5 separate regions of the Mus musculus genome follow, and all the other regions are linked to region 2. A link is a contact called in public Hi-C, HiChIP or PLAC-seq and promoter capture Hi-C data. All regions are on one chromosome and are shown on one strand. The core of a region is the stretch at or near the end of the contact, and the rest is flanking DNA. Distances in the headings are between cores, read along the strand shown.

The links. Promoter capture Hi-C pulls out the DNA fragments that hold promoters and counts their contacts. A called contact is a pair of places that touch in the nucleus more often than the background predicts. HiChIP or PLAC-seq counts read pairs in DNA pulled down with a chosen protein or histone mark.
Region 1: a promoter capture Hi-C map of hippocampal neurons shows a contact between it and region 2, with 2.9 times the contacts expected there. The contact joins the promoter of Pnn here to the promoter of Sstr1 in region 2. A contact is called at or near these places in 3 of 39 promoter capture datasets (cranial neural crest, hippocampal neurons and second pharyngeal arch cranial neural crest).
Region 3: a contact with region 2 is called in a Hi-C map of cortical neurons, with 4 times the contacts expected there. The contact joins the enhancer-like site here to the promoter of Sstr1 in region 2. A contact is called at or near these places in 5 of 39 promoter capture datasets (the 3T3-L1 cell line, embryonic stem cells, hippocampal neurons and 2 more), 1 of 484 Hi-C or Micro-C datasets (cortical neurons), 2 of 115 datasets of contacts at active chromatin or transcription factors (embryonic forebrain and stem cell-derived neural progenitor cells) and 1 of 9 other capture datasets (embryonic stem cells).
Region 4: an H3K27ac HiChIP or PLAC-seq map of embryonic stem cells shows a contact between it and region 2, with 8 times the contacts expected there. The contact joins the promoter of Foxa1 here to the promoter of Sstr1 in region 2. A contact is called at or near these places in 8 of 39 promoter capture datasets (cranial neural crest, embryonic stem cells and liver), 22 of 484 Hi-C or Micro-C datasets (differentiating embryonic stem cells, embryonic stem cells, epiblasts and 1 more), 8 of 115 datasets of contacts at active chromatin or transcription factors (embryonic stem cells, forebrain and stem cell-derived neural progenitor cells) and 1 of 9 other capture datasets (embryonic stem cells).
Region 5: a contact with region 2 is called in a promoter capture Hi-C map of liver, with 2.5 times the contacts expected there. The contact joins the promoter of Ttc6 here to the promoter of Sstr1 in region 2. A contact is called at or near these places in 7 of 39 promoter capture datasets (embryonic stem cells, frontonasal cranial neural crest, hematopoietic stem and progenitor cells and 2 more), 5 of 484 Hi-C or Micro-C datasets (differentiating embryonic stem cells and embryonic stem cells), 3 of 115 datasets of contacts at active chromatin or transcription factors (embryonic stem cells and stem cell-derived neural progenitor cells) and 1 of 9 other capture datasets (embryonic stem cells).

Annotation. Positions count from the first base shown.
Region 1 is chr12:59,065,145-59,069,897 of GRCm38.p6, reverse strand. Pnn (pinin) reads right to left here and starts at 2,979. Exons shown (of 9, transcript NM_008891.2): 1 at 2,783-2,979; 2 at 2,048-2,119; 3 at 1,545-1,613; 4 at 1,100-1,172; 5 at 902-996; 6 at 707-782. The coding sequence starts at 2,895.
Region 2 is chr12:58,209,238-58,213,993 of GRCm38.p6, reverse strand. Sstr1 (somatostatin receptor 1) reads right to left here and starts at 2,190. Exons shown (of 2, transcript NM_009216.3): 1 at 2,113-2,190; 2 at 1-1,748. The coding sequence starts at 1,401. The coding sequence ends at 226.
Region 3 is chr12:58,740,363-58,745,385 of GRCm38.p6, reverse strand. No RefSeq gene overlaps it. Among named protein-coding and RNA genes, the nearest start is that of Gm40427, 220 kb to the right of the region's middle. Within about 2 kb of position 1,430, at least 7 of the 459 cell types and tissues checked have an H3K27ac peak or open chromatin away from gene starts, as enhancers often do. A contact at or near this core is called in cortical neurons, where this site is marked.
Region 4 is chr12:57,543,105-57,548,223 of GRCm38.p6, reverse strand. Foxa1 (forkhead box A1) reads left to right here and starts at 2,113. Exons shown (of 2, transcript NM_008259.4): 1 at 2,113-2,560; 2 at 4,864-5,119. The coding sequence starts at 2,489. It also overlaps a transcript of Ttc6 not described here.
Region 5 is chr12:57,560,983-57,566,552 of GRCm38.p6, reverse strand. It overlaps Ttc6 (tetratricopeptide repeat domain 6), which reads right to left and starts at 2,438. Exons shown (of 32, transcript NM_001312644.1): 1 at 2,311-2,438.

The DNA.
Region 1 (4,753 bases), core at 1,730-4,229, 860 kb before region 2:
CACTAGTCAGCAATCATAAAAGCTTCCTTAATACAATTTAGCCTAGGTTTTCAAGATGGCTCACTGTATTAGGCCTTTGCTGAGCTCTAGGAATCCATCTGTCTCCACCTTACCAACATACAAGTGCCGACTACCACTTCTAGATTTCATGGGCTCTGGGGATGGAACTCGGGTCCCTCATATTTGCATGGTAGGCATTTTACTGAAAACACTACCCGGCATAAATGTAATTTTAAAAAAATCCAAGCCAGGCATGGTGGCGCACGCCTTTAATCCCAGCACTCGGGAGGCAGAGGCAGGCAGAGTTCTGAGTTCGAGGCCAGCCTGGTCTACAGAGTGAGTTCCAGGACAGCCAGGGCTACACAGAGAAACCCTGTCTCAAAACCAAAATAAACAAACAAACAAATAAACAACAACAACAACAAAAAAAACCTGGGCTCCCTTCTGTCCTCCAAAGGCACTGTACACATAGGGTGTACAGACATATATATATATGCTACACCCAGTCACATCAAGTAAAGGCAAAAACCTACTATAAAGCCAGGTATGGTGGCTAATACCTTTAATTCCAGTACCCAGAAGCAAAGAAGGCAGGTCTCTGTTGAGTCACCCTTACCTGCACTGTATAACATTAATCTCCTCTTTGGTAATGAGTAAATGAGGTAAAGCAAGGAAGAGAAAAAGTTAAAAAAAAAGGCACCAATACCCGTTCAGTAGCAACAGTAGATTCTTGTTTAAATTTCTGAAGAGTGCCCATCAACAAGCCAAATATTCGTCGGTTCCTAAGAAACATAAGAGGAAAATGAACGTGTGCATGCCCTGTCTGAGAGGTCCTGTAAGCAAGCGTCTCGTCTGCTGAGTGCGAGCCTTCCACCCCCTCCCCCTGGCGCCGAGCAGGCACCTTTGCTTCCCCTTCTCATCCATGTTTTGATCCTGGATAAGGTCTCTGCGCGTGCGCTCTTTGGAGGTAGCTACAACGGAAGATTGCAGTGCTGGCTGTAAGAGAGAAGAAAGGATCAATGATTTCTTGTTCTGGGCTATCATGCTTTTCAAAGCACACTAAGAGTTGTGTTCATCCTCTAATATTTAATTTCAATACCTTTTTAACATCATCGTCTTCTGGGTCGCTCTCCTGGCGTGATTCTCTTCTTGTCCGACGCTCCCCACCCAGCCTAGCACGGGAGAAAGAATTGAAATGACCACTATGGAATCAAATGCATAATCAATCAAAGGTGAATGGGTGTTCAAATGCTCATCTCCAGAAGGCATATTCTACTGAGTTTATATCGCATTTACCACTTTCTTATGGGGGGTGGGGGAGGGGTGGAAGCAAGATGCTCCAAACCAAGCTTTGCTCTCTTCTCATATCCAAACGTTTCTTGGTGTTTTTTAAAGTACAAAACAGAACGTGTTACTTCTAATCCCACTGAGTTCTGTAAACTGGGCTAGCCCAGTTCAAATCAATCCCAATGACATAGAAATATCTGTAGTGTCCCAGAAAACAAGATGGGTACTGACTCTCCAGACATCTTTTGAAACCATACCTACTGACTGCCCCTTCCAGGTCTCTTTGTTTGGCTGGGGGTCCTCCTCCACTATCTGAGAATCCACGCCTGCAATGAGAAACATCCAACCTAAAGCTCGAGAAACATTAGCAGAAACTGGTATTTCTAGTCGACTAGAGAATTTAGTTGATTTCATAAAGAAGAAAAACACAAGTGAAGCAAACTTAAGCAAACAATTACATGAACAACACCCTACCACCAATTACATTCTTAGATGTCAAAAGCCTTAACAGAACTTAAAAACAGTTAAGTTTATATGAAACTGTCCCCCCCCCACCCCCACCCCCCAGTCAGGGTTTCTCTGTATAGCCCTGGCTGTCCTGGAACTCACTTTGTAACTTTGTAGACCAGGCTGGCCTTGAATTCAGAAATCCGCCTGCCTCTGCCTCCCAAGTGTAGTGCATATGAAACTGTTCTAATATTCTCCAACCTCTACTTTTGCAATACATTTATTAGAAACAAGGCAGTTATCATCTCCTTACCTTAGCAATAAGCTACCTCGTCCTCTACCTCCACCAGGACCAGAAAGGGCCAGCAATCTGGCTTGGATGGGCCTAAAAAAGAATTATAATCAGTGTAAAAGTCCTATGCAGACACATGAGAGGGCTTCATATACTTCCACACACTAAGGTACACACTACGTAGAAATGAACACAAATAATTCTAAAATGACCGTTTCAGATCCACTTCTTCGAAACCAAACATTAAAATCCTCTTTCTTGCTTCCCCAAGACCACCGTTACGAAAATATATGTATCTCGAGACTGCTACATATTAATAAGTCTGGGTCAGGTCCTATCTGCCAACCTCAAGGGAAGGACACCCAAGCCAGCAGGGAGAGGCAGCCACTGCTTCCCCCGGGGGTCTCCGACTTGACAAGGGTTCGGAGCCGCAGGGGTGGAAAGGGGCTTTGTACTGCAGTTCCGGGCCTGCAGCGCCAAGGGCGGGAAGCCGTGGTCTCGGCCTTCCCGGGGGCGCGGAAACCACGCCGGGCAGCCGGGCGGGCCTTCCTTCCATTCGCAAGCACTCGCACCCAGTGCCCTAGGCGCAGGCATGGCGTCTCCCCGCCTAGCCGAGCAGAGGGCTCGCCCGCCGCCCGGGAAACGGGCCCCTTGACCCCAGTCGGCCCACAAGCGGCCGGTTGCCCTCTGTCCCGGGTGCGCCCGGCCCCGAGGCCCCGGACCTCGCCAACCTCTGGGGTTCCGTCCGATCCGTACCTCACATCATTCGGGTCCCGCCCGGTGAGCTTGCGGATATTCTCGTCCACATTCTTGAGGCTCTCTTTGGCCTTCTCTAGCTGCTCCTGCAAAGCTCTCACGGCGACCGCCATCTTCTCTCTGCAGCAGGCTTCGCGACCGCTCTCCAGGCCGCGCAGCGCCGCACCGCGCCCGCCGCTCCACGCGGAAGGACTGACAGCCGGCCCCAGCCAATGATCGCGGGCTTCTTCTCGGGCCTGGACCACCCGAGGACCGGAAGGGGAAGAAGCTTGTCGATCCGTGATTCTGGACCAATGAGAAGCCGGCAAGTCACTCAGCTCCTCCCCTCGCCGCCTGCCGTGGTTGCGCTCCGCTGCTTGCGCAGAGCGGGGAGGGATTACGTCGGTGTGATAGATCCAATCTCGGGGGTCTGCAAAGGCATCCTCTTAAACTTGACATGTCGCTGACTTCATAGTGCGCCTAAACTCTTCCCATGGGACGGAAGAGGCTATACATCCTTTTTTTCCTTCCCCAAGAGGTTTAATCAGAAAAGGGCATGGCAAATAATGGCTGTTGCGCATGCCCAGAGTGCAGGGAGGCGCAGGCTGTCTTCCATTAGTGAACTGAACCACCAGGAGTCTTCATCCTAACAGCTAATAGTTATTGTGGACACTGAGAATCGCTTTGCGTGCCTTAGTCGTTAAAAACTAGAAACTTGAATGAGATGGTGCTTAATGATAAGGAAATTGAGGCTGCGGACCTAGGTCCAACAGGTCGTCAGATCTCGATGAAGAGGCAATTTATATTCTGATCCTGAGCAAAGTTGTTTCCAGCAGGGCCTAATGCCTGCGGGTATAATAGAGGGTCTGGAGAAGTTGCCAGTGGTTTCCTGTGTGTATTTTCTGGATTCCACTTTGCCCTACCCACAATGCCAATATGGACGCTGGTTTTGTACTTGACATAGAGGTACACGTTTTAGTTCGGAAAAATGTTACACAAATGCAAAGGTCAAATCCTTACAAGTTTTCTCCCTGAAAAGGAACAAGAATTTTTGTTTTGTTTTTAGTAACAGTAACTTGGTCTTATCCTGTATGCTATTTGTGTGGAGGCTCATAACTGGATAGGTGAGGAAGAATTTCATTATCTTATCAATGTTAACAGCACCTGTTATCTACAAAACGAATACCATGACAGCCAAGGATACACAGAAAAACCCAGTCTTGAATAAAACCAAAACCAAAAAGAAGAAGGGGGGAAGGGGAGGAGGAGAAGGAGGAGAAGGAGGAGGAGGAGGAGGAGGAGGAGGAGGAGAAGAAGAAGAAGAAATAGAAGAAGAAGAAGAAGAAGAAGAAGAAGAAGAAGAAGAAGAAGAAGAAGAAGAAGAAGAAGAGAAAAGTCAGGTGGTAACATGCCTTTTAATCCCAGCACATGACAGGTTGAGGCAGGTGGATTAGCCTGGTTTACAGAGCTAGTTCCAGGACAGCCAGAGAATCCTGTCTGGAAATACTTACTCCCCCTCAGAGAGAAGGGTGGGGAGGGGGAGAGGGAGAGAGAGAAAGGGAGAAAAGGAGAGGGTGACAGGAAATATCTTTGAAGAAGCTTGAAGGTGTATAGCATATTAGCAGGAAGCAATATAGAAAACCAAGATTTTTTCTTTGGTAAAAAGCAATTAAGTCTAAAAATTATTTAATTCTAATTGTAAACAAGGTTTCACTGAGTTATCTATACATAAAAGATAGGATCTTTTAAATTTTACTATTATTTTGCATGTATGGGTATTTTGCCCTCATGTTTATCTGTGCAACTACATGCATGTATGCATGATGCCCTTAGAGACCAGAAGTGGGGGGTGGGATCACTGGAACTGGAGTTACAGACAAGGTTAATGTTGATGCTGGGAACTGAACCCAGGTGTCCCCTCCCATCTATTTATATATTTATAATACATATCACACACACACACACACACACACACACACACTCAGGAATAAA
Region 2 (4,756 bases), core at 941-3,440:
CAGAGTTGCTCAGACTACCAGATGCCCCGAAAGCAGTCACAGTTAATCCATAAATCTCTCCCTTTTACCTTAGTCACACAGCTTTCTTTGGTCCAGCTAACCAGGCGCGCTGCATCGCTGTCATGCACTATGACTTCAGCACCTGGTGTCGGGTTACCATTCCCTCCCACCCGCTTCCCAGCTCCATCTTTCTGACCACTCCCCCCCTCCCGGCAGTGCCCGGCCTCAAAGCGTGCTGATCCTGGAAGCGCAGGTGCCATTACGGAAAACGCCTCCAGACTCCAGATTCTCGGGCTGGAAGTCCTCCACGCTGTAGGCTCGACTCTTCAGGGCAGTGGCATAGTAGTCGACTGGTTCCTCCGCAGCGTTATCCATCCAGCTGAGGCACAGGATGCGCTGGAAAGAGCGCTTGAAGTTGTCCGACAGGAAGCCGTAGAGGATGGGGTTGGCACAGCTGTTGGCATAGCCCAGGATGACAGACAACTGGCTCACGGTGGCGTCGTCTTGCTCGGCGAACACGTTGACCAGCTGTACCACGTAGAAAGGCATCCAGCAGATGACAAAAACCATCACCACCATCATCACCATTAGAGTGATCTTGCGCTCTGAGCGCTTGCGCTGCTGCCAGCCAGCCTTGAGGGCCACCATGCGCATCTTGGCAATGATGAGCACATAACACAGGCAAATGGCCCCGACAGGCAGCAGGAAGCCCATGAGAAATGTGTATAAGACGAAGCCCACCAACCAGCGCTGGGCGGGCTCGGGCATGAGCATGTTGCAGGCTACCGTGCCATCGCTGTTGGCTGCGGTGCGTGAGAAGACCACGATGGGCAAGATAACCAGTAATGACAGGACCCACACGCCCAGGTTCACTACTTTGGCCACAGTGGGCCGACGGTAGCGCGCTGCCTTGATCGGGTGCACCACAGCCACATAGCGGTCCACACTAAGCACAGTCAGACAGTAGATGCTGGTGAACATGTTGACCGCATCCACGCTGAGCACCAGGCGGCAAAGTAGCGCGCCGAAGGGCCAGTGGCGCAACAGCGTGGAAGTGACCAGAAAGGGCACGCTGAGCATGAGCAGCTCATCAGCAATAGCCAGGTTTAGAATGTAGATGTTGGTAGCGGTCTTCATCTTGGCGTAGCGCAGGATCACATAGATGACCATAGAGTTCCCACACAGTCCCACCAAGCATACCACGGAGTAGATGAAAGAGATGAGAATGGCGCTACCCTGTCCCTCGCTTAAGGTCCCATTCTGGGAAGCGTTTCGTCCAGGCTCTTCCATGCCGTCCGCAGCGCCGGACCCCGGACCCCTGCTGCAGGCTCCTTCCCCGCAGCTGCCTGGGCTGGGGCTTGGAGAAGAGGAGGGAGAGGAGGCGGTGCCATTGGGGAACATCCCAGCTGAAGTGGGCCGGTGCGGCTGCCGGCTGGGGCGCTCACCTTGCGCCCTTGCTGTCTGCGCCCTCCCTAGGCTCAAGGCTCCAAGCTCACAGCTCACCGCCGCCTGGCGCCACCCGGCAGAGCGCAGCAGCTGTGGCGAGCGCGGCTCCGACTGAGGCCGCCGGGAGCATCACCCAGCGGCAGCTTGCTTGAGCGCTGTCTCTCTTGCAGCTCCGGGGGTCCTGGGCACACTGGAGAGTGGAGAGGAGAGGCCAAGAGGCTAGAGCCCAGCGCGGCACATCCATTAAGTGGAAAGGCTCTGGACTGATGAATGATTAATAAGCGGCACCATCGCGTCAGCAGCTACGAAAAAGCAGGCGGGGGGGGGCACATAGGTGGTTTATTCCCCCACCGTCATCGCTCCCCCCCATTTCTAGTCCCCTCTAAGCTCAACTCAAAGATTGCTTCAGATTTCTCTCACAGCATCTTCAGGCATTCCTAGGACAGACCTGAGGAGTTTCTCTACATTTCAAATGGGTAGGTGCCAGTCAAGAATGTAGATTCTGCCCCTTTCCACCCGACTCCTACTCTAAGTAAAGACTGAAGCAAACCCCAGACATTTATGTCTGGAGTTCTTCATTTCTTTCTGCTGCTGCTCTCTTCTGGTGATGGGGGCGACTCCACCTGTCCCTAAGCCACTCTCCAGGACAGGACCCTGAACACCTACCTCCTTTCCTGCTTGCCAGTTCTTTAAACCTGTACCTGGAGATTTCAGGCCTTCAGATCCCCAAGTCAATGATGTCTCCAGATGGCCCTTGCAAAGTGCTTGTAAGGTCTGGCGGCGCTCTGACGTTCTTTGCAAGGTCCAACTGCCTTTGGGGCTGGCCGCTGCACAAGTGCCCACGCAAACACTAAGCGGTGGAAACTAGACCTAAGCCAATAGCGGTATGAGCACGAAGGACCACAGTGGTGTGTTAAGGGATGCTGAGTTACAACATCCGTAGCCCTCCACTCTGCAGCAGGGAGTGTTCAGGGGAACTGAGTGAACCATTGCGACTCTCTAACAAAGCATGTAGTTCTCTGAGCCCCATCCACCTCCCCTAGGAATATCAACAGCAGAAATCAGGATGAGGGGCAGAGAGCTCAGGATGAGGCTGGCACTGCCCCAGGAACCTGCCTGGCGCCGTATTGGAAATCCATGTAGGTGTTCACTAGGGAAAGATTAGGCTGCGCGGCTTGGAACAGCTGTGCCCGCGCGTCCAGGCTGTACTTTGTACCCTGGAGAGTTGGCGGGGTGGGGGGATGGAAGTGGAGAGCGCCAAGGCCTGAACAGGCAGGTGTGCCAACTCTTAATCTATGAGTGGCTGGCTGAGCAACTGATGGAAGCCTGGGATCAGTGGCAAGGCATTCAAGCTTTCCTCCATGGAACCCTAAGGAAAACTAGGGCCTTGAGGTATGACCCCTCTGTGTCCCAAGTGCCGAAACCATTAAGATATGGATATTAAGATCCCAGGTCCAAAGCTCCTCAACCTACAATTCCCATCCCTAGTCTAGGAACTGCAGGCTTTTGTTTGAGAAAGAATGGATGTTGATATTTAAGGGACCCTGGAGTTCCCAGGACTCCGAACTTAGGGACTCTTTGGCCTTACAGTCACTTTCTGTCAAAGGATTCAATCACCTATTCCGTTTCATGAATGCTGTTTCCTTCCAGGAAATCCCTGCAAGTCTTAGCCTGAAGCATGGCCAGGAAGACTGGCCTGCTGCAGTCCAGTGCTCACTCGAGCTTTGCTGCTTGCAACTGCTTATCTTCCTCAGTCTCCCTCTCACATCTCCACCAAGAGGGGCACATTGGGAACTAGAATTACAGAAGCTGTTCATACCGGACAATCTAGAATGTGCAAATCTGGACACCGCATCAAAAGCAAAACGCTTATACCTTAATGGCTTGTTGTTTACTCTCAGCAACCGCCTACACATGGGTGCTCCAGTCTCTCAAACGAAGCAGTGCTTGGAGAGAAATAATCACGTGTACTGTCCATGACGGCAGAGCAGTCAGATCGCAATCAATGACCACAGACTCCCTCGGAGTGCGTACAACAGACACTGAATTATTCATGAGAAAAAAATGTTTGAGTAGAAGGGGAGATTTGATAGGACTGGGGCTGTGGAATGCATTGCTTTACCTAAACAAACCACCTTACCTGAAGTGGAATGTGAAATGGAGGGGAGGGAGTTATGTTTCAATAAATAAATAAATAAATAAGTAAATAAAAATAAATAAATAAATAGCAAATAAATAATACAGCATACATAGAGGAGGCAGGGAATGTATATTGGGGTAAAAACAAAACAAAACTGAGATTTTTCTGAGAGGAATATTTTCCTAGCCAACCCTTGATGAGATTTCAGTGCCTTTGCCAACCACTGATTTAAGGCACCTGGCTGCATTTCTGGGCTGGTTTTTCAAAGGTCACTATTTAGAGGCATTGGCTTTGATCATGGTGGTTGGGGTTTGATCATTGGTGGGGGTGGGAGTTTATGAAAGGCAGCTTTGTTGTCAGAATTTCATTAAATTCACTCTGCAACTCATCTTAGAAGAAAAAACTTCTTTCAACTAAGTTACGACTTTACATACGAATGAAGGAAAGCAGACAAGTGTGTCTGTTCCTGATTGTGAAGAGGTTCTAATGATGGACTATTTATTCATAAAAGAGCTTGACAATAGGACAGCTATAATTTTTTTAAAGGAAAAAAATATAAATGTAAACAAGGATCACTCATTTGAAACACTTGATCACTCATACATGCTGGTAGACATAGCATCCATCACAAGGCCTACTTTTACAAGCGAGTTTGATCTTTCACAAACTCTGTGACCCAGTATCTCCACCTCTGTCCTTTGCCCCTCAAAACTGAAATCAGGTATCGGGGTGGGAGAAGATAAAGAAAAGAAACAACCCAAATTTCTACCAGTTGATGAATGTGTGAACAAAAATATGGTACATCAATCAGTAAAATATTACTGACAATATGCTATTGGTGAACTTAGAAGACAGTTTGAAAACTCCAAGGGCAACGGTTACTTGGTTCAGTTCATATTGAGTAGTCTAGAAAAGGCAGACATATTGGGACAGGAAGTAGATTAATGATCATCAGTGGCTAGAGGGAGAAGGAGCTGGAGAGGGACCACTTGAAGTTTCTTCTGAGGCAAGGGAAGCATTTTAGCATTTAACAATGGCGCTTCAGAAGAGTGGATCTATACCAAACCCACTTGAATGATATACTTAACATGACAAAATCGTGAATTTTATGTGAATTTTACATCAATAAGTAGACTGTTTGAGCTGGATATAAGTTGTGTCGTTTTACCA
Region 3 (5,023 bases), core at 181-2,680, 530 kb before region 2:
CTCTCCCTCTCCCTCTCCCTCTCCTCTCCTCTCCTCTCCTCTCCTCTCCTCTCCTCTCCTCTCCTCTCCTCTCCTCTCCTCTCTTACTTTTACTCTCTCTTTCTCTTTATCTCTCTCTCTCTCTCTCTCTCTCTCTGGTCCCCCCTCCCTTTTCTCTTTACCCCTGCATTTCTACAATAAAGCTCTAAAACTATAGACTATCTCTGTTTAGCTGCATAGACTCTTGCCTGTGTGGGAACCTCTCTTCCCTCAGCCCTCTCTCCCATAACCCCTGGGCTACAGGGTGTGGCCCTGGGGCCCCCAGGTCAGAGCTGCCCCTTGTCCAGCCCCTGTCAAGTGGGTCAGAGGCTTAGATGCCTACCCTGGGCTGAATGGAAAGCATCTGGCAGCCCTCCCACGTCTGCCTGTCCAGAGCATAGGTGGAACTCTGGCCTGACATGGGTCCCCCTCCCCCCTCTTCCCCTAGGCCCCTTTTTAGTTCCCACATTCCTCCATTGTTTCTACTCTAGTTCTTGCCTTGGCTTTCCTCAGTGGTAGACTAACCTGTAAGTTGAAGTAAACTTTTTCCTCCACAAGTTGGTTATGGTCAGTGTTTTATCACAACAACAGAGAAGCAAACTAGGACAGTAAGTGCTTGTGGTTTCTAGGAATCTAAGTTTGGTTTTGCCACATGGACTCTGAGGATTATCACATATTATAACAACTTTCTCCTTTGGATTTCCTAAGAGGTGGGTCAGAAGCACACATTTCCCAGATTCAGAAGTTTAAAAGGAAAAGCAATGTCTTGGCAAACATTTTTAAAAAGTAACTTTATTCCTGCTGAAAATGTATTTACTCCCCCCAATACCTAATACTTTCTTTTTATCTCATTCCTCTCTTGCTTGCTTTAACCAGTATTTTGAAAACATTCTAGAGCCCTTTATTAGGCAAGGCAGGGCTATATAAGTAAATAACACTTCAGTCTTAATTCAGCCTATGAAATTGTGCAGAACATCTCTGTATCTGTGGCTTTGGATGATAGGTGCAGCCTGTGTGTGAGAAATTTATCAGTTGCTCAACTGTGCCATTCACAGGGAGTTTACAACTTAGGCTCTCAGAGTTAAACTGATACCTTAAAAATTCTCCCAGAGGAAAAAATGTGCTTGAAACAGTAGTTGTAAATAAGATAACTAGTCTATTTCCAAATATGTTGGTCATGTTATTCTGAAAGGTAAGTCATTATGCCAAAGTGCTGTAATGGGATTTCACCAGGCAAGGGGATCAGCCCCCTGGCACCAAGTATAAATACCCAGCAGTAGGAAGCAAGCACTGAATCATTTGCTGTTTTTTTTTTTTTTTTTTTTTTTAAGTTTGTACAATCAAGTTTGGCACTCATTGTTTCCATAGCAACTGTTCTTGCCTATATGAAGTAAGCAACTAAATTTCATCGCTCTTTGGTGTAAAAATAGCAACTGATAATGGCTCTTCTCTGTGTTGGAGAAAATCATCTAAAAAAGAAAACACACTCATGCATTTTTATGCCAATTCTACACCCAAATCAGAGGTCAACCTGGACTTCACACATTAAAGCATTCACTCCTACTGGAGTCATGTGTACTCCCTGTGCACATAAGGTTAGTCTGCACCATTAGTTCTTATATTTACCAAGTGCATATTGTTAATTATGATAAAGTATGTGCCATATATTAGTAGTTTCCTAAAGCTGACCATTCAGTCGTGAATGACAAATGCTATCTCCATTCCCATGTGAGTATGCTTGTACTGGCTAGTTTTGTGTCAACTTGACACAGCTGGAGTTAGCACAGAGAGAGGAGCTTTAGTTGGGGAAATGCCTCCACAAGATCCAGCTGTAAGGCATTTTCTCAATTAGTGATCAAGGGGAAAAGGCCTCTTGTGGGTGGTGCCATCTCTGGACTGGTAGTCTTGGTTCTATAAGAGAGCAGGCTGAGCAAGCCAGAGGAAGCAAGCCAGTAAAGAACATCCCTTCATGGCCTCTGCATCAGCTCCTGCTTCCTGACCTACTTGAGTTCCAGCCCTTTCTTCCTTGGTGATGAACAGCAGTATGGAAGTGTAAGCCGAATAAACCCTTTCCTCCCCAACTTGCTTCCTGGTCATGATGTTTTGTTCAGGAATAGAAACCCTGACTAAGACAGCCATCTTTGCCATCTCTGGACCACACTTAGTTGGATTCCCAGTACAGCTAACTGTGTCCCAGAGACTTACAAAGTCTCTATCCTTTCCCTAAGGAGTCAGAAGCCCATGAGATTGGGTGGAATCATTGTCACCTAACTGGCTCCTCTCTTTTCTACCAGGCCTTCTCCATCAAATTCTTCTCAGGTTTCCCAAATCTAAATCAAATAAGGCAAATGTGTTGAAGTAGGTGGGCAGAAAAAGGGTGCAATGAGATGTTTATCACTTCTGAGTAATCCCTATGTCTGCCAGAAATGTAGACCAGGCTAGTACTCTAGGCTAGTTATTTTCAACATAGTAGCATAGATATTATGTGATGGCCTTGGGACATTATGCTGTTACATTTTTTTCCATTTTTTTTGAGTAAATGTATACCACCTCTTGGCTTCCATCACCACATACTTACTCTGATATGAGACCAGAATATAAGACAATGCTGTTTTTGTAGCAGAGACAGAGACATTGGGCAGATCATCTTTGAGGACTTGGACAGTTAGATATTACTCATTTCGTTTTTGCAGCATGTCTCCTTCTCAGAATTTATCTTTTCCTTCTCTGATACATTTAAGCAGCTCTATGGTGCCTCCTCCCCTCCAGTAGAACTGACAGCAAATATAGCCCACTGTTGTGATCCAGCTAGGGCTCTGGGTCCATTCTACCCTGTAGTACTTTCTAGTTTCCTGCTCCCAGGTCTCTTTAAAACCAGCAATAAAAATTGCATGTTCCTAATTGATGTGTGAGAATTAAACAGATTTCTATGTGTAAAATACTTTGAAAACTATCTGAATATCATGAACACTAATGAACCTGTGGCTGGAAGATAGCATGCAGTTCTAATGTGGCAAAACACAGGTCATCAGACTAGGTCAAAGCACAGATTTTGACAAACACTTGAGTCAACAGAACTGTCTTTAAGTAATATCTCTGGGTTCTTCACAGGGCCTTTTACAATTGAAGGTATGCAGGAATCAGAATATCTTTTCTCTACATGTTTTTTTGAGTAGAAACACAGATGATGAGGATGAATTAATTGTCACTTAGTGTTGAAATATTGCTCTAATATTGAATAATTTGAATAAAGCTGTTCACATTATAGAAAACAAACAAAAACAATTTTAGTATTCTAAATTGATTTTTTTTTGTATGAAACCCAAACTTGCCAGTTTTTACACAGGTGTAGGCTTTAGGTCCTGGTGGGTTAGCATGAATGGGCATAATTCACATGCTGCTGTGGTGTATTCCACCCTCCTGAGCTTCAGCCATCCGAAGTGATTCTAGGAGTGTGCAGTGCTTTACCTAGGTTTACAAGCAAGCCCTGTCATATTTGGTTGTTTATGGATATTTGTTTCTCAAAGGCATGGGAAACAATGGCTTTCCTAAGGGAAATAATATCCATTCCAGGAGTGTCATTTTCTAGAATTCCCTGAAACCAAACACTGTGAAGTTTGGAAATAGTGGCACATTTATTCAGCTCTCACTAGGAGTCCTGGTGCTCTCAAAGCAGGGAGGATTCTGCTTTCTGGAGTACAGTAGGGAATAAATGCTTATGCCTCCTGGAAGCTGTCTGTAGGGAATAGAAGAAATGTTGATTGGATGTGCTCTAGGGACATGAATATGGCCATGTCAAGGATCCAATGTCTCAGCTCCATGGAAATGAGAAGACCTTCCTATGTCAAGCTCAAGGAAATGGCACTATCTTTATCCTGGTCCAAGTAAGGGCACCGACAAACATTTTTATCTTTAGCTAAAAGCAGCCTGTGCAGAAATCGTTAACTGTAGCTTTTTTATCCCAGAGGACTGCAACCTGAGACTGCTCACACCCTACTGAGATAGCAACCCATTCCTTCTCCCCCTTCCCTTCTCCTCCCCTCACTTCTCCCTCCTCCTCCTCCTCCTCCTCTCCCTCTGCACATTATTGTTGTATATAATAAACATGCTGAGTTTCTGGGTTGCTACTGGTGGATCTCCATCAGAACTCATGGCCTACCAGATTCTAGTTTTTTGTATATGTGTCTGTCATTTCTTCATTCCCTGTTTTCTCAGTCAGATCAATTTTAAAGCTAAGTAGGTCATGCAAGTGGCCCCCGAGCTGGGACCCTGACTACAGAGAACTTGAATTGAGTCAGATGAGGGAATACATTTCTGCACTCAGGATGTAAAACACAGGGCAATCAGAATCTAGAGCTAAGCAATTAAATCTTTGGACTTTGAAGGAGATTTTGAGGAATAGGAATGTAAGGCAAGAACGTTACAGCTTCATCAACTCTATGACTAAGCAGGTGAGTTAGCAATCTGAGTAGGAGGTGAGCAGTATATGCCCTTGGTTTCAGAAGAAGGGACAGTAAATTTGGCTACTTGGTAAAAAGTAGAAAAATTAAGGGATAGATACACAGCCAAAGGACTTGGATGTATTCCCATTTTTATTTTCTGGTTATGGTGTCTTACACATGGTTCTATAGATCTGCTGTTGTTTCTTCATGGAAGGGCAATCTTTGTCAAATTGGATCCCAGAGAGTCTGGTCTTATTGGGTGTGTCTTCCAGGTTACAAAGGGGCAGGCAACCAATTATACAATCCTTTGCAAGCTTAACAGCAGACTATAGTAGCTCCTCTATGGATATGGAGAGAATTTCCCACTAAAGGGGATAAAAACCTTGTGTCTAAGGGAGATTCACCAGAGACTGGAAGAATTGTGCCCTAGTTTGTGACCTGGTTCTTATGACCCAGAGAGACCTGGGGTGGGGGTGCAGAGTTAAAACTGTACCTGTCACCATGCATAAAAAGTAATTCTAAATGGATCAAAAGCACAAATGTAAAGCTCAAAACACTGAAAC
Region 4 (5,119 bases), core at 864-3,363, 670 kb after region 2:
CCGTCCAAGTCATGCTAGCTGCTGCTGTAGAAAAGCCAAGAGGACATCAGACAATCAACCATGCAGGAACAAGGAAGCTTCTCGGCCCTGCTGGAAGTCCCCAGGACCAGACTGAGGAAGCCACGCATCCCCGCGTTTTACAAATGAAACGGAGATCCTGCTGTCGGTGGGAACTTTGCAAAAAGAATTAGTTTCTGACATATATCCACAGGTACATTTACACAGCCGATGGGAGTGACTTCTAGTCACAGGGGCAAATTGCAGTTGGGGAGAGTTGTCTGCTCTGTTGTGTTCCAGGCGGATTTAATTTCACTCTCATTCCTTTGCTTATAATGTGATGTCTACACACACACACACACACACACACACACACACACACACACACACACACACTTTTTGTTCAAAAAGGAATTGTAATCCAATGCTTTTATCTTTTTTTTTATTTCCTTAACTACACATCTTCACCTTCTCTGCTCTCCTACTGATCTAAGAGATTTATTTGGTTCAAGGATTTAACCTGATTCTCTTGCCAGATTTCAGGGAAGAAAGATTTAAAAGAACAAAGCACGGAGTGTGTGTGTGTTGGGGGGGGGGTAATCTATTTGGAAGACAAGTGAAAACACATTCCTTCACATGAGATTAATTACCTTAAAAAAAAAGCTTTGCAAACCAAGAATATTTTAGTCTCTTGGTGACTTTAAAGTTAACTTGATTGTTTCTAATGGAAATCTAGTATACCTACAGACTGGAGCAACACACAGGAAGGGCCGCACAGTCACACTTACTTCGAAATGCACGAGGTAGTATACATTTTCACGAACACTTGCAGTCAATGGGGGGGGGGGTAAGCACCTTCTCCAAACCTATCACACACTCTGTCTAGCCTAATCTCTTTGGTTAGTCTCTTTCCGCTGGATACGAGGGCAAGCCACTAACTATGAAGAACTGGAAGAAAGCGAGAGACTTTGAGTGGGGGAGAATTTTCCCCATCTACCCAGGACCTTTTGAGAGTCTGATAGCCTAGCCCTGCTCTTCCAGCTCAGAGACGACCAGGCACCTCTGTGGGCTGACTCCAGCTTCAGGCTGGCACCTCATTTAGCGTGGCAGATGCGTTCCAGCACCCAGGCCCATACACTCCCAGTTTATGCCGGTGTTTAGGAAGATGTCCCCTCCCCCTGACCTTTCTCTATCAGAAACCAGACGGTCGCCTCTAGCTTGGTCCCAGAGGCTGTAGAAGGGGGGGAGGAGGAGGAGGAGGAGCCCGGCAGAGAGGCAGGCTTGACTAGGATCCGCCTGCCTTATCACACAAACATCTGCGCGCAGTTTCTTCCTCTTTCTGATCGCTGCAGTTGACAAGGGGAGTGGAGTGGACTGAGGCGGAAAAAAAAAGTTATGTCATAAAAATATAAAACGGTGCTGTGACTCACCTGCTCTTAGCCGCAGGTACGAGTTTCGTGGCAGCGCCTCCGTTCTGCTCGCCAGGAGCCCAGGTCGGCCTAACGTCACTTTGCTCGGCTGACTCAGATGACTGGGTTTCTAGTGACGAGGCAAAAGTGGGGCTTTTCCCCTCTCCAAGCCCCGAAGGCCGGGAAGTAGGGGTAGTCTTCCAGGGTTGAACTTTGGGTCAAGAATCAGGATGAGGGGAGCAAAGGAGCCAAGTGGACCAAGAGCGGAGTCGTAGTAAGGTCCAGGGGGTGGTGAGCACCTCTAGGAGGGAACTCGGGGTCATTCAGCGAGCACGATCCTTGCGCTGTAGCTCTGATGCCACCACCCAGGTCCTTCTCCCGCAGCACAGCTCTTTGGGTCCAGAGCCCTGGCCTGTCCTCCAAGGCACCGCCTATTTTTCCTTTTCTTCTTTTTTTTCCTTTTCTTTTCTTTCTCTTTTTTTCCTTTTCCAAAGGGGGTCACACACACACCCGCCCTATTTTCCTCTTTCCCTAGCCGCGAGGCTTAAACCAATTATACTGCTTTGTAAACAAAGTGAGGGCCAGGTTTGGGGGAGGGGATGGCGGGAGGGGCGCGGGGGGCGCGCGGCGCTGGCGCGGCGGGGCGGGAGGCGCGGCGGCTGGACTGGCGGGCGGCCGCCTCACAGGTGCACCTCGGGCTTTGTAGGTGCGAGCGTCTTTGTGCGGCGGACAAATGGGGAGAGGACGAGGAGGTGGGCACTCCGGCGACGTAAGATCCACATCAGCTCAACTGCACTCGCTTCGCACAGGCCGCCCGCTCACTTCCCGCGGAGGCGCTGCCGGGCGCCGCGCTCCGCGGCCGCCTCCTGTCCCCGGCGCTGCCCCCTCCCGCCGCGCCGCGCCGCCGCCGCCGCGCACGCCGCGCCCCGCAGCGCCGGGCTTCCTCCTCGCCCGGGTGGCGCTGGGCCCTCGAGCGCTCCGGTGACCGCAGCGGCTCCGCGCCCCTCCCCCGCCCCGAGCAGCGCACCCGCCCGTCGCTCCGCACAGGGTTGGATGGTTGTGTCGGCCGGGCTGGCTCCAGGATGTTAGGGACTGTGAAGATGGAAGGGCATGAGAGCAACGACTGGAACAGCTACTACGCGGACACGCAGGAGGTGAGAGGCGGGGAGGCGGTGGGGCGTCCCCAGAGTCGGTGTCCGGGGAGACTCAGGCGAGGTGGGCTCCTGCCCGGACTGGGGCGGGCGGGGTGGGGGCGGCTCGCCCGAGGCGCGGCTTCCAGTGTGGCCCCCACCCGACCTCTCGATCAGCCCGCTGCCCGCTGGGTCCTGGCGCTTGCAACCAGCGGAGAGTTTTGGGAAACTCTGGGCTTTGAAAACACGGGCTCCGGAAGGGAAGCACTTGTCTTTGCCCGCTAGAGAGCCGGGGCTGGAGCCCAGCCCCGGGAGCCGCGGGCGGGCAGGCGGGCTCTGGCTTGAGTAAAGAATAACTGAGAGAGTCGGTGCTCGCTTACCGGGAGGCCTCTCGGTCACACCATGTAATTAGCCGACGTCTTTGGATAAAAATGATCTGTTGCAGAAGTTGGAGTTTTTCGTAAAGAATGATTTCTAAATTTTATAAAACTTAATTCTTCAAAAGCCATTTGTAGAAAAGTGTCTATTCGTTCGTCTCTAGGACCGCTGGGTGGCGCTAGTGCGAACAGAATCTTTTTCCAGAACTCGGGGCCAAGAACCTGTTTCTCTTCATTGTCCCCTTGGTGGCATGTTCACTGGGTTTATTTTACATTGTGCACAAAAGCATTGCGAGGAGAATCAGGTACAGGCAGGGCCACTACCTATTGAAAGTATTTTCTAGAAACAGCTGCCGATTACCTTCAAAAGTGTAATTACCGTTATCGAAAGCGCTTACCGAGAAAGCCTCGTGCGATCTTGGAGAGAGGACTAGAAATAAATCCCAAAGTACTTTAAGATCTGTACAGAAAAGTACAGAGTCCGAAAAGACCTTCGCGGCGATTTATTTATTCGTTTCTGTGTTTCTTTGGGAACCATCTCTTTTTTGAGTCTTCTTTTTGAAATCTATTCATCTCTTATAGTTTCACATGGAGTTACATTTGCTGATGAACATAAATTTAAGGACGTCAATATTTTCTGTTAGATTACCAAATAAGCAGTTATACGTCAGGACTCTTGTTTTTTAGCCACCTAGTTATTATCTCGACTGCTACGGATGGAGATTTCGCTTACCGATAACTTTTAGTAGGCGCTCAGACCACTTTCAGGAGTTTAATTTTGATGCAATCACCTCGGCCCACCAGAGAAGACCCCCATAGAAAGAGCTTTCTTACATCTCAAAGCTGAGAATTAGGAAGCAGAATAGCATTAAGAGAAAGCAAGTAGAGTTTCACTTGGGAATTTTAAGTTGGTCCGAACTATAGCTCTAAAGCCTAGGCTTTGGTGTGAGCAGCAGCAACTATCGGTTACAGGGTGTGTGTGTGTGTGTGTGTGTGTGTGTGTGTGTGTGTGTGTGTGTGTGTGTGAATTGTGTTACCAAAGTTTTCAATTGCCAGAGGACTACAAACAGGTAACAGAATTAACGCGAGGTTTTGTATAGCGTGAAGAGCTATACATGCAAAGTCACGCTAAAGTTAATTGTATGCACCGCGTTGTTCTGGTGTGCAGCTTTTTTTTTTTTTTCATTTTATTTTTTTTCCCAGAACTTTATTTAACTGATAAGTTTGCTTCTTTTTTAAAATACTATCATTGTTACAAGTAGGTGGAAAACATTTCTAAATATAATAACAGAAAGTCATCTTTGGCACCAACTCTTAAGACAAAGCCAGTTGCTGGGAGATGAGTAATTGGGACGGAGGGAGGGTCATATTGACAAATAGGCCAATATGGGTGAGAGTTTAACAGCAGCCAGCACGATGCATCCCGATGTGCGATCAGCGGTGCCTGCCAGCCCTCCACAGGGTGGGTGTCTAGCTGGTACCCGGTTGATCACTCAAGCAGGCCTGTGTGGGTGAAGTGAAGAAGCAGGGGCTCCGACATAAATTCTATTTTCGGAATTTCAAAATTGACCGGGCCAAAAGGCAAGTTGTCTAGGCTGGTCTGGGATTGGATCCTTGGATCTAGCCTGCCGTGGATGAAATGAAGGGACCTTAAAAGCCAGCCCCTGATCCAGGCTTGTAAGGCGATTATGCATCTTCCCGGGGACATATTTTCTGTGAGCATTAATCTTTCCTGCTTGCAGCGCTAGGATTCTCCCCCACGCCCCCGCTATGTAAGCCATCTTTGCGTGGTCAGGAAAAGGCGCCTAACAGTTTGCCCTGGCTGGGGAGTTCCGGAGCTTTGCAGAAATGCTGTTAGCTCGCCCCGGGCTCACCCTGGGCCAGCCAAACTCTGGGGCACACTACTAACCCCGCCCTTCGGGGCCTCTTCCCTCGCTGTCTCCGCTCCAGGCCTACTCCTCTGTCCCTGTCAGCAACATGAACTCCGGCCTGGGCTCTATGAACTCCATGAACACCTACATGACCATGAACACCATGACCACGAGCGGCAACATGACCCCGGCTTCCTTCAACATGTCCTACGCCAACACGGGCTTAGGGGCCGGCCTGAGTCCCGGTGCTGTGGCTGGCATGCCAGGGGCCTCTGCAGGCGCCATGAACAGCATGACTGCGGCGGGCGTCACGGCCATGGGTACGGCGCTGAGCC
Region 5 (5,570 bases), core at 1,189-3,688, 650 kb after region 2:
CGGGAACACTACAATGCATACTAAGTAGAAGATGAGTAACTGTGCAGAGGAGAGAGCTGGGTGGAGGGACACCGACACCGTCTGAATGGTCTGTCTCCTTTCTGTCCAGCCACAACCCCCACCTGTTCCTTCTGTGGCTCCCAGATGCCTATCACACCCCTGGGTAGTCTTTGGCACAGATGTTTTGTGGGTATCCTTCAAGATATTGGGTTAGGAATGCTGTTCTCCATGGTAGGTGGCCCTTTGCAAGACTGGGTCACAAACACTAGCACTATCTTTCTTTACAGATGTAAAGTGGAAATCTGTACCATTATTTCATACCCACTGGGCAAGCCTTCCTGGTGTCAGGTGCACTAGTGGGAACCCGTATCTATGTTCTCCGAACAATGTTGTTTCCATCCAGGTTTCTGCCTCACTGAAAGCTGCACAGTTTCTTCCCCATAATGCAGAGGTATTCTGGTCAGGTTTTAGCATATAATAGTGACATTTGTTCTGAGTTTCCTAAGAGTGCGGTGCACTGGGGGCCTGGGACCAATATGGATTTGTGACAATAGTTTCTCACTGTGTCTCTGTTTGTTTGCTTGATTGCTTTTCATGGCATTTGTTGCTATTCAGGCAGAATGCTGGGAGAGAGTTTTTTCATTTCAGCTCAAACTGTCTCCCCTTTTCCCTCTGTTTTCTTTTCCTTCCTCCTTTTAAAATGTCTATTACTGAGAATAGAGTAGAGAATTTCTGAATTTGTCTGTAGCCTGGTCACTTCCTGTCTCTGGGAGAGGAGAACTCCCTAGACCATACCAACCCCTCCAGAAAGGACTCCAGATTTCTTTTTCCTTTCTGCTTTGCAGCAGTTTCTACTTTGCTTTGATACTAAGCTAGAAATGTGTGGCTGTCAGCCACCTATTCTGACAGCACTTACCAAACTTTCCCATTTATTCTCTGGAGATTGTAGCAGACTATGTTGGCTTTTAATCTATGAATAGCAAAAAAAAAAAAAATAAAAAATAAAAAAAAAAAAAAATAAATCCCCAGCAGACATTTTTAACAGAAATAACAAGCTAATTCTACGATATGTTCAAATGTCCTAAAATCATCCAAATAATTTCAAAAGGGAAGACAAATCTAGACAATTTACAGTATCCGGTTTCAAAACTTACTACAGGGCCAAGCATGACAGAACATGCCTATGAAGCCTGCCCTTAGGAGACAAAGACAGGGGGTCACAGTCAGGTTAGTCCAGGCTATATAGTGAGACCCTGTCTTAAACACAAACACAAAGTAACAAAACCCACATTGCTACAGTACACTAGATAACTGGGGAAAGGGCTTTGGCAAGCCACCATCCTGAGTAAATGAAGCCAGACAAAAGTGAACATACTGTCTCCTTAAGACTCTAGAGCACACAGTTGCCTCTGTAATGTCACACAGCAGAACTCAGTGGCTGCCGGAGCTAGAGGGGAGAGTCAGGTGTGGATGGACGGCAGAGTGAGCAGAAAGGGTCGGAAATTCAGATTGTAGCTATTGTTCTAAAGGTGAATATACCTGTGTGGACTCCTCAGTAGGTAGATTGTACCTTTGTGCTTATAAATCTTGCCACTACTCAAAGGTGTAAACAGGAAAAGAGCAAATTGTAAATATTTAGATATGAATACTAAAAAAAAAAAAAAAAGACTATTCCTTAAGTTCATCTTAACACAAATCTGCAAAAAGATTTACTTTGTCTGAAGTCTTCAGTAGCAAAGAACCCTTAGAGTAAGCTCCATAATATCTCCTTTACTCCCAAACTCAAGACCAACAGTTCTCTATTCTGAAATTAGCTATACTCCATTGCACATTCTCGCCTAATTGTAGTTAAGGTTTGTTCAAAACAAGCTCTCCTGGCTCAGGGTGGCTGAGACTGTCAGCGGGTGACATTAATTCCCTGCACTCTGAGCTTTTTCGCAGGTATCTTAACTCCTCACCTTCGTTTCCATCTATCCCCCACCCCCACCCCGCCTTTTCACGATCCCCCTGCTCCCCCACCCCGCCCCCGGCCCGAAGCCTAGTCATCCTCTACTGGAAGTTCTCTGGGGCCTCTTCAGTCCATGCCCGTTTCACCCAAAGAAATGTTCCTTTAGCTCAAGCTTATAGTCTACAGAAGCCCATCAACTACTCCTGCCTCCATCACGCGCCAACCCCGGATTTGACACGACTTTTGTGAAACTGGAACCCACCAAAGTGGATAAGAAAGTGGGAACACTAGCTCAGCCAATTATCAGAGTCTTGCCAGAGTCCAAAGGAATTTACTGCACCCTGTCCACAGCTTCTGCTTACCTGGCTGGTTCAGGAAGGCCAGAACTTCCCCTAGCTGATGATGAAGGACCAGATAACCCAGAGACTGCCAACACCCAAGGAGGCCCAGGCAGCTCTACCAGCTAAATGGGGAAAGAAAGGCCCGGCTCCCTTGTTGCTTAGCAACGAGCCTCGCCTCGAAGAGGTTCCAACACTTGAGCTCCGCACATGGTCCACTCCCAACCCCTGTCACAGTGGATTGCCTAAGGCTTAGTGTCCAGAAATCAGTTCCAGGCCCTGGTTCCAGCAGCTTAAACCCTTCATGAGAGGTCTCAGTTCAATGGATGGTGGAAACGGGTCCCAAGAGGAAACCTGGTCATACATCACCTACAACAGCTGTTTTTCCCAGAATGGCCAACCGCCTAGCTTAATGAGCCATTTATAACACCTTTCCTTATACAGACATACAATCATTTGTTTCTAAAGGAGTGTGTCTGTATTACCTGTGAGTGTACTGCCACATTGATCACCGTGAACTCGCCTATAGAGAAATTTGAACTCTGAGGCATGAGATTCAAGTTTCCAGGACATAGAGAATAAGCTTAAATTCTGCAATATTCAGCTTTTTCTGATATGATCTAAGAAACAATGGACCTTATCTATTAAAGTTGAATATACACATACTTAATATTCACCAGTTTTGCTAAGTACAGCAACAGACACATACAGAATATATACATTTTTTTAGGAAAAGTGCAAATTGTTACCATTTATATTTGAATTAAAAAAAAAACTTAGCCATTTTATCTATCTGGCTAAAAATTGAAAACAACCCAAATGTTCATTAAAAGCAAAATTCACAAAATGTGTGGTCATAAATCTTAACAGATTATACAAAGGAAATGAATCAAGTTCCACACTGGGGACATCAACACAGAATCTCTCACACATGCAATGTGGGGGCAAAGAAGCTAGACAGACTGCCCCGTGTTATCTGAGTCCATTATATAGAGCTCAAATTCCAGAATAGCCTAAACAGACACTTACAAAGCACACTCAGTTGACATATTACAAATAACCACAAAAAACGTAGCCTCCACGTAAGCCTGCATAATCACTGTGCTGGCTTGTTTTATGTCTACCTGACACAAGCTAGAGGCACTGGAGAGGAGAAAGGCTCAGTTGAGAAATGCCTCCAAGAGATAGGTCTGGTTGCAGCCTGTAGGGCTTTTTCTTTTTCTTTTTTTCTTTCTTATAAGTTATATAGCATTATCTAGCATTTTCTTTTTTAACATTTATTTATTTTATTTTATGTTATGTGAGTACACTATAGCTATCTTCAGACACACCAGAAGAGGGCATCAGATTCCATTATAGATGGTTGTAAGCCACCATATGGTTGCTGGGAATTGAACTCGGGACCTCTGGAAGAGCAGTCAGTGCTCTTAACCGCTGAGCCATCTCTCCAGTCCCTAGGGCATTTTCTTAATTAGTGTTTGATGTGGGAGGGTGGCACTTGGGCTGATGGTCCTGGGTCCTATAAGAAAGAAGGCTGAACAAGCCAGGATGAGCAGGGCAGTAAGCAGCACCCCTCCATGGCTTCTACATCAGCTCCTGACCCCAGGTTTCTGTCCTGTTTGAGCTCCAGTCCTGACTTCCTTTTATGATGATCAGTGATGTGGAAGAGTAAACCAAATGAACCCTTTCCTCCCAGGTTGCTTTAGTTGTGGTGTTTCATCATGGCAATAGAATCCCTAAAACAGTGGTCGTCTTGGGAGAGAGAAAGTGACTTCAAACAAGTGAGCAGAAGCTTAGGGAGCCTTGGGGAGAGGTGGGGTGGGGTGGGGGTGAGGTGGGGGTGGGGGGTTAAATAAGCTTCATATTCTGAATTCTTCACTTACTTTTTTTTCAATTTTTATTAGCTATTTTCTTCATTCACATTTCAAATGCTATCCCAAAAGTCCTCTATACCCTCCCCCCCCCACCCTGCTTCCCTACCCTCCCACTCCCACTTCTTGGCCCTGGCGTTCCCCTGTACTGGGGCATATAAAGTTTGCAAAACCAAGAGGCCTCTCTTCCCAGTGATGGCCAACTAGGCCATCTTCTGCTACATATGCAGCTAGAGACACGAGCTCTGGGGTGTACTGGTTAGTTCATATTGTTGTTCCTCCTATAAGGTTGCATACCCTTTTAGCTACTTTCTCTAGCTCCTTCATTAGAGGCCCTGTGTTCCATCCAATAGATGACTGTGAGCATCTACTTCTGTATTTGCTAGGCACTTGCATAGACTCACAAGAGAGAGCTATGTCAGGGTCCTGTCAGAAAAATCTTTCTGGCATATGCAATAGTGTCTGGGTTTGGTGGTTGTATATGGGATGGATCTTTGGGTGGGGCAGTCTCTGGCTGGTTTTCCTTCCTTCTAAGCTCCGAACTTTGTCTCCTTCCATGGGTATTTTGTTCCCTATTCTAAGAAGGAACGAAGTATCCACACTTTGGTCTTCCTTCTTCTTGAGTTTCTTGTGTTTTGCAAATTGTATATTGGATATTCTAAGTTTCTGGGCTAATAATACCCACTTATCAGTGAGTGGTACATTTACACAATGGAGTACTACTCAGCAATTAACAACAATGAATTCATGAAATTCTTAGGCAAATGGATGCATCTGGAGGATATCATCCTGAGTGAAGTAACCCAATCACAGATGAGCACTTCTAAAGATCCTTGATGAAGTCCCAGACCCTGGAAGGAGGCTACCCCAAATTTTGAGAAGAATCTTCTACCACTACAACTATGTGAGTCGAGCCCAGAGACAGCCCAATCATGCAAGTGTTCTTTGGCATTCCCAGGACTTGGGAGAGAAACCTCTAAGTAGGCTGTGTGTTTCTTCATCCTCACCTCTACGATGGGATAATAATTTTACCTTGCAGGTTTGTTTTGCTCCCTCACAGGACACATTCAAAATGATTGCTTAATGCTCACAAATGGAAAGGACTCTGCAGAAAATGGCTCAGCATCCCTGAGGCTCCATCACACTGGTCACATAAGTCCAAATGCCCTGGGAATGCTCTATGAGGATGACTTCACTGTGGGCATGGAAGTAGCTCCTTTAGGGCAACAGCAAAGCACCTTTCTGTGCTTACCATCTCGGTATCCACGCCTCACAAGTATTCAGGTGGTCAGACGGTGAGGAAAACACAGTCCATGAGCTAAGTACTATTATTATCATTTAATAAGTAAGGCACTGATGTTCAAAGAGACACAAGTTTCACTGGAGGTCCTTAGCTGGTCCTGTGCTTGGAAT